Linked DNA regions of Sus scrofa: region 1 is linked to region 2. The links are chromatin contacts, called in public HiChIP or PLAC-seq maps. All regions are on one chromosome and are shown on one strand. The core of a region is the stretch at or near the end of the contact, and the rest is flanking DNA. Distances in the headings are between cores, read along the strand shown. Region 1 has its middle 110 kb from the start of NOG. Region 2 has its middle 15 kb from the start of NOG.

The links. HiChIP or PLAC-seq counts read pairs in DNA pulled down with a chosen protein or histone mark.
Region 1: a contact with region 2 is called in an H3K27ac HiChIP or PLAC-seq map of skeletal muscle. The contact joins two enhancer-like sites. A contact is called at or near these places in 5 of 47 Hi-C or Micro-C datasets (embryonic fibroblasts, fibroblasts, omental adipose tissue and 1 more) and 1 of 2 datasets of contacts at active chromatin or transcription factors (skeletal muscle).

Annotation. Positions count from the first base shown.
Region 1 is chr12:33,003,568-33,007,067 of Sscrofa11.1, reverse strand. No RefSeq gene overlaps it. Among named protein-coding and RNA genes, the nearest start is that of NOG, 110 kb to the right of the region's middle. Within about 2 kb of position 1,852, at least 21 of the 83 cell types and tissues checked have an H3K27ac peak or open chromatin away from gene starts, as enhancers often do. A contact at or near this core is called in skeletal muscle, where this site is marked.
Region 2 is chr12:32,874,445-32,878,191 of Sscrofa11.1, reverse strand. No RefSeq gene overlaps it. Among named protein-coding and RNA genes, the nearest start is that of NOG, 15 kb to the left of the region's middle. Within about 2 kb of position 2,346, at least 10 of the 83 cell types and tissues checked have an H3K27ac peak or open chromatin away from gene starts, as enhancers often do. A contact at or near this core is called in skeletal muscle, where this site is marked.

The sequences.
Region 1 (3,500 bases), core at 603-3,102, 130 kb before region 2:
AAGCAAAAAAGGAAAATAATCATGGAGGGAGTTCCTGTTGTGGCTTAGTGAAATAACGACAGGATGTTGTCCCTTTGAGGATGAGGGTTCAATCCCTGGCTTCGCTCAGTGGCTTATGGATTCTGAAAGCTGTGGCGTAGGTAGCAGAAGGGGCTGGCACCTGCTGTTGCCCATGTCTGTGGCGTAGGCTGCAGCTGCAGCTCCAAGTCTACCCTGGCCCAGGAACTTCTATATGCTGTGAGTGTGTCCATAAAAAGGGGGGGAAAAAAAAGAAAAAGAAAAGAAGAAAATAACCAAACATATGGGACACCCTTTATTTTCTCCTTAAAACAAAATAGCTGGATCAAGTTCTATGAAGGATAAAAAGTGAATTCTGGAGACTTAGAGCACTTGCTGAAAAGGAGGATGCTCATGAGTGAAAAAACACTCATTTTAGCAGTGAAACGATCACTCAGCATTTTTGAGAAGAAGCGCTCCTTGATGACAGCCTTTTATGATTTATCCTGAAATTCAGTTGTGGGCCAATGAAAACCCAGCGGGTGGGAGTTCCCGTCTTGGTGCAGCGGAAACAGATCTGACTAGGAACCATGAGGTTGAGGGTTTGATCCCTGGTCTTGCTCAGTGGGTTAAGGATCTGGCGTTGCCATGAGCTGTGGTGTAGGTCACAGTCGCACCTGGGATCTGGCATTGCTATGGCTCTGGCATAGGCCAGCAGCACCAGCTCCCATTGGACCCCTAGCCTGGAAACCCCCATATGCGGTGGGCGTGGCCCTATAAAGGCAAAAAAGACACACACACACAAAATCCAATGGGGGGGGTCATGGGGACTTTGGGAGTGGGTTGCTCAGCGGTTTTACATATTTGGAATAGAACTCACATAGTGACTTGGCTCTGAGTCTCTGAGGGCACCCACCCAACCCAACTGTTTGGAGAGGGAGACATAAGCCTGTCTATCTACAGACCGACGGCTGCCTCATTCTCTCTGCCAACCTGATTGAAATGAGCAGACTTTGACTTTTAAGTGCCTGTATCCTCCCGGAGCCCAACGAAGGTGTTGGAGCCACCTGCAGACGTTGCCAAGGGCCCAGGCTCCGCCGGTGGTGCTTCCCCTGCTGCTCCAACCTGCGCTGGCGTCTGAGCCCTGGCTCTGGGCTCCGGTCTCCGTCTGCGCTGGCCCTTCTCCTCTGGCTGGCAGCCCGTTCCTCCCCTTTTGGCTCTCTGATTGGCGCCTGGCCCCGAGCGCTGTCCTGATCTTCCCGTCACTTGTGGCTTCTGATAAGAGACGCGCTCCCGCCAGATATAGGCCCAGCCAGGGGGTCACCGGTGCAGGGATTCAGGACGTGGGCTTCATCAGACTCAGGGCGAGGCCACCCTACCTACCATTTGTCAGCTCTGTGACCCCAGGCTAGCCACACCCCCCTTCTGAGCTTGTTTCCTTGTCTGTCAAAAGGGGGGTGGTTTTGTTCTTCTGATGTGAGATTTTGAGCATTTTGTGTATAGGGTACAGAAAAAAAATCACATGTTCATAGCACTGGGCGTTCTCAATATTTTCAGAGCTACAGCCTCACGGTAACCACGCTGAGATGTTACAATATTCCCGGTCTACACATGGGAAAACCGAGGATTAGAGGGAGAAACGAGGACAGCCAGAGTCACAGCCAGCAGGTGGGGAGGGCCGGACTCGAACCCAGGCCTCCTGACTCCTGGTCGGGAAAGCAGCAGAGGCGGCAGCTTTGATCCCCGAAGCTGCTGTCCAACACTGTGCCGCCTCCGGGAAGGGAAGACAGGACCGGAGAGGAGCGGCTGCCGGCCCCCCCTCCGATGCCGGCTGGCGGGGCGGAGGAATCCGAGCGGCTGGCTTGTGCTCATGCTTGAGGAATGTCTTGAGAAGTCGTGCCTAAGCCCTCTGTATCTGACTCATCATCTCCCCGTCTCCAGGAGTGTCAGAAAAGAGCTCCCTTAATCCCTCCTGTCCTCGGTCCCAGGCTTTCATTTGTCAAACTAAAAATATTCCCTCCGGGAACCTCCTTTTGCCAGAGGCTGAAGGAGGTAGAAGGGGAATGGTGTTTCAGTGTCACTTCCTGACAGCGCCTCACATTGTTCACCGCCAGGGAAACAGAGCCGGGCAGCACGAGCAAGGGGCCCCTGTCATTCTTGGGCCGGGGCCAGCCGCTCACCTTTCTCCTGCGAGCTGGCTTCCTTTCCACCCCCCCTCTCAAGGCTCCAGACAATAGCCCATCAGCCTGACACCCAGCCTTGGCCCAGTCCCTCGGGGCTGCGTGGTGATTCTTGCCAGGTGAGGACTACAGAATGCCAAGTTCATTTCCTTTGTAGCCTGAGGGAAGGGTGGGCTGGCATGGTTAGTACTTGTCTGCCAGGCCGGTTTACCTAGAAAAGGGTGTAGAGCTTGAAGGTCAAGGAAAAAACGAGTCCCGTGTCTCTAGGAAAGACAGACAGACAGACCTGCAACTCCCTGAGCTGGACAGTGACAGCATTTGGGAAGCCATCGAAGTTTGTCTCCTGTGTCTCTTCTTCCTTTCTTTTTTTCATTTTATTGCTTCTGACTGGGCTGATCCTGAGTGTCCGTGACCTTGACTTGGCTCCAAACCTTGGCTCACAGCCATAGAGCCATGCCCCCTCTCCTAACCCCCTGGGCCCTGCCAGGGTGCCTACTTGCTCAGTGGAAGTAGAACATAGTGAAACCTAGAGAGCATGGCCTCTGACTTCAACCTTGGGTTTAAACTCCGCCACCACCTACCACCTGGCTCTGTGTACCTGAACTGTGTAAGGTACCTCACCTCTGAGCCTCAGGTTCCTCATTTGTCTTAGTGGACAATCACACCCGTTATGCAGGGCTACGGTCAAGATGAATAAGGCTGTGTATGTAAAGTGAATTACACAAGGTTGGTCACATAGGAGGGGCTCCAGACATTGTCATCATCCTCACCCAACACCCTATGTCACCACACCACTGGAATCAGAAGACTTGGTTCTAATCTCAGAGGTCAGATTAGTTGTGTGGCTCTGGACACATCCTCTAAGATCTCAGCATCACATGTGCTCATGTGTAGAATGAGGAGTTTGGGCTTGAGTTCCTCAAGGCTTCTTCTCAGATCTAACATGCTGGGGTCTTGGAAGAGAAAGACAAACACGGGATGCTATCACTTATCTGTGGAATCTAAACAAATACAACCAGTAGTGAATATAATGAAAAAGAAGCAAACGCACAGATAGAAAGGAAAAACTAGTGGCTACCCATGGGGCAGGGGGAAGGGCAATATAGGGAGGGGGGAATGGGAGGTACAAACTATTGGGGTGTAAGATAGGGTCAAGGCTGTGTTTGTACAACTTGGGAAACACAGCCAATGCACTGTCATAATGGTAAATGGAAAGTTACTTTTAAAATTATATAAAAAATTGAAAACAAAAATAAAAACATTCCAAAGATTAAAAAATAATAATAATAAAATAAAATTCTGAGGTCTTGGCGATACTTGAGA
Region 2 (3,747 bases), core at 1,097-3,596:
GAATCCGACTAGGAACCATGAGGTTGCGGGTTCGGTCCCTGCCCTTGCTCAGTGGGTCAAGGTTCCGGTGTTGCCGTGAGCTGTGGTGTAGGTCGCAGACACGGCTCGGATCCCGTGTTGCTGTGGCTCTGGCGTAGGCTGGTGGCTACAGCTCCGATTCGACCCCTAGCCTGGGAACCTCCATATGCCGCAGGAGCGGCCCAAGAAATGGCAAAAAGACAAAAAAAAAAAAAACAAAAAAAAACAAACCAATATGGTGGCTATTGTATGTACACACATATAATGAAAAGAAGTGTTGACATGGTGTAGAGAAATTGGAACCCTTCTGCACTGCTGGTGGGAATGTAAAATGATGCCACTGCTATAGAAAACAGTATTGCCATTCCTTAAAAAATTAAAAATAGTATGACCATTTGATCCAGCTATTCCATCTCTGGGTATATATTCCAAAGACCTGGACGCAGGGACTGGGATATTTGTACACCCATGTGCATAGCAGCATTACTCACAATAGCAAAAGGTGGAAATGATCCGAGCACCCCTCAACGGATGGAAGGGGAAGCAAAATGTGGTGTATACATACAATGGAACATTATTCACCCTTACAAAGGAAGGAAATTCTGACATATGCCACAACATGAAGGAACCTTGAGGAAGTGATGCTAAGTGAAATAAGCCAGGCACCAAAGGACAAATACTTTACAATTCCACTTATATAAGGTATCTAGAACAGTCAGATTCATAGAGATGCCACTTGGTGGTGGCCAAGTCAGGGTTGGGGTGGGCGGAGTTTCAGTTTGGGACCATGAGACATTCTGGAGATGGAGGATGGTGACAGTGGCACCCGAGGGAAACTTGTCACTAATGCCACTGAACTCTACAGCTACAAATGGCTAAAATGGTGAATTTTACATTTTGTGTATTTTAACACACACACACACACACACACATCCTTGGTGTCCAGGGAGAAGGGAGGAGGAGAACAGCTTCACAAACTGCTCCCCATCTCAGGCTCTCCTTCTTGGCATGGTCTGCCTCAGGGGACATTGGATTCAGGGGGTGAAGGGGGTGAAGTGAGGAGTCCCCTCCTCTGGGCACTCCCAGTGGATGGCCTTCCTGACCCGTGTGCCCAGCACCATGCTGCAGGCTCAGGCCTGGAGGAAGTTCCTCTGAAAATCAAAGCGGTCCTTCAAGAGTCCCTATGGAGTGAAAGGCTCTCTTCCTGGTCATCTCTGAGGCTGAAGCGTGACTGCAGCCAGCCCCCTGGGTATAGTAACAGCCCTGTCAGCCAAGGCAAATCTGTCCAACCTCAGAATCCCAAATTAGCACCTGGCCCTTCTATAGGGCAACTTTGGTTTAAAGTTTAAGTGAAACCTTGACAGTCCTACTGCCTCGAGGGGAGGCCCGGGGCGGCCCTCATAGGATGCTCTTTCTTCAGAGGAATGCGATGGTGTGTACAGTGTGGTGTCTGCAGTCAACTCCTACAACTGCAATTAGGGCCTTTCAATGGAGGTGTCAGCCACATTCAAAGTCTGAACCGTCTCACCCATGAAATTCATAATGGGATAAAAGTTCCATTCCAGGACTGACAACTTCAAATGGAATTTGGTGTAATCTTTTATTTATTTACAGGGTTGTGGGAGTGGGGGATGGGGGCTATGAAACTCCCACCTCATACCCCCCTCCCTGCACATCCCCCTCCCCCCCAAGCTTCCAAGGATAAAAATGAGGGTTGGGATAACATTTGGAAGGAAGCAAGGCTATATTTAAATATGCTTTGGAAAGCGTGGCTCCATGTTGGAGGCAGTCCAGAGCGACAGCTTCATCCAGCCTGGTCTGGGACATTCCAGAGAATCATATTGAGACTTTGTGCTAATTGGTTCCAATTTATCAGTTCCAATGTCTCTTGGACCAGAGCCAGGTCTGAATGCTCCATGATCTGCAAGGACAGCGACACACGCAACTTACTCCAGGAGCCAACAGATCCTTCCACACTTTGCCTACTTTTCACTGATGCCCCAATGGCTGTTTAATTCTCCAATGCCTTCTTCTTAACCTAAGCTTACTTACCCAAGTCATTATGCCACTAGCTGCCTCTGGGTAGATCTTTCAGGAACTTCGGTTCATCTTATTTACACAAAAGCAGAGGCTTTCTTTTTTCTTTTTCTTTTCTTTCTTTTTTTCTTTTTTCTTTTTTCTTTTTGGTGCGATATTAAGGAAGCCGGGAGAACCGGGGGGCGGGGGGCGGATTTAATTGTAATTACAGCAGGGTTCTCCTTGTGTCTCATTCCACCGTTCTGCCCATTCACAGGCTCCGGCCAGGGCTGGCGCCAAGATCTCCAAGTTGCCCTGTGTTTATGTCATTGAGACGAGGACAATATTTCAGTGTGGAGCCAAGCCACAGGGATCCACTCTATAAAACCCTCACTAAAAATAGACGCTCCAACCCCTGCCCAGCCCCCTCCCCGCCTCCGCGACTCCCCCGCGCCTGCCCCCAGTGCCGAAGCACCCAGCCTCATTCGCTGGGAGACAGGCGTGCCAAATCGGCCGGATCGCGCAGCTCAGGCCCTGAGCTCCTTTCTTCCCCAGGAGTTTTAACGCAGAATAAAAGGCGTCAATTAGCAGCCTTTAGAGCTGACAGGGCAATTAACGCTAAATTGCAAGACAGAGGGAGAGCTGGAAGAAGAAGGAAAGGAGAGAGGGAGAGAGCGAGCTTTCAAATGTATTTTTGGTGACAGCTGCATTTTTGAGGAGGGTGAGCCTCTCAAACTACAACTGGCTGTTTGGATATATTTTCACTTGTGAAGTGATATTTTCAGTGAACACTGATACTCCCAGTTTATTGCACTTTTCATGTTTGAGCTCCTTGGGAAAATGAAAGCAAACACAAAGGGAAAGGATCTTGTCTTTACAAACGCTCCCAACCAGCCTGAGTCCCAACACACAGCGTTTCTTTGCAGGCTAAGTTAGATGCAACACGAAATTGTGTGGGTAGATGGATGGGCGGGTGGGACCACGGCAACGGGTCAGCAGCTCATTTAGGTTTGGGGGATTCCAGAGTTTAGAGCCGGAGAATGGGCATAACGCCTTTGCACACTTTCGGTCATCAGCCCAGGACCCTAAGGTTATAAAGCTATTGGGAAATCGTGTTTTTTGGTCTATGGGGGAATGACCTTCCTTCAGAGTCAGGCTTTGGTTTGGGATTGGGGGAGCTGGAGAAAGTCTTAGGCAGAGGGAATTGGTAACAAGGGCGGTATTGATTTTGATTCACTGTTGCAACACACCAGTTCCGGGCAATGGATTCAAGCTGCCCTGTGCAGGAGAATGGACACAAGAGAAATACACTGTAATCAGAAGTCAGCCCGGGGAACCTAGAGCTCTGTGAACTTTTCAGAGGCTCCTACCTTTTCCTGACCTGGAGGAAATAGTATCTGCAGTTCTGAGAGCACACTCTCAGTCACCTTTGCTTTGCTGAACCTCGGGTTTCCCATAGAATCACTGTCATCCTTTTTTCCTTACCCTCCCTCACTCATTAAGAACTACCATTTCTCCAGCACCTACCCTGCTCCCAGCATGGTGTTAAGGACTTCCCAGGCACTGGATTCGAGGTAGGGGCTATTATTGGACCTATTCTTTGTCCGAGGAAACTGAGGCTGAGAGAGATTCAGTGACTCCTTCAAGGTCATCCTGCTGGTAACTGGTGAAGCTGGGATTGGAACCAGATCTTAGTCGAAAGCCTGTGTTCTA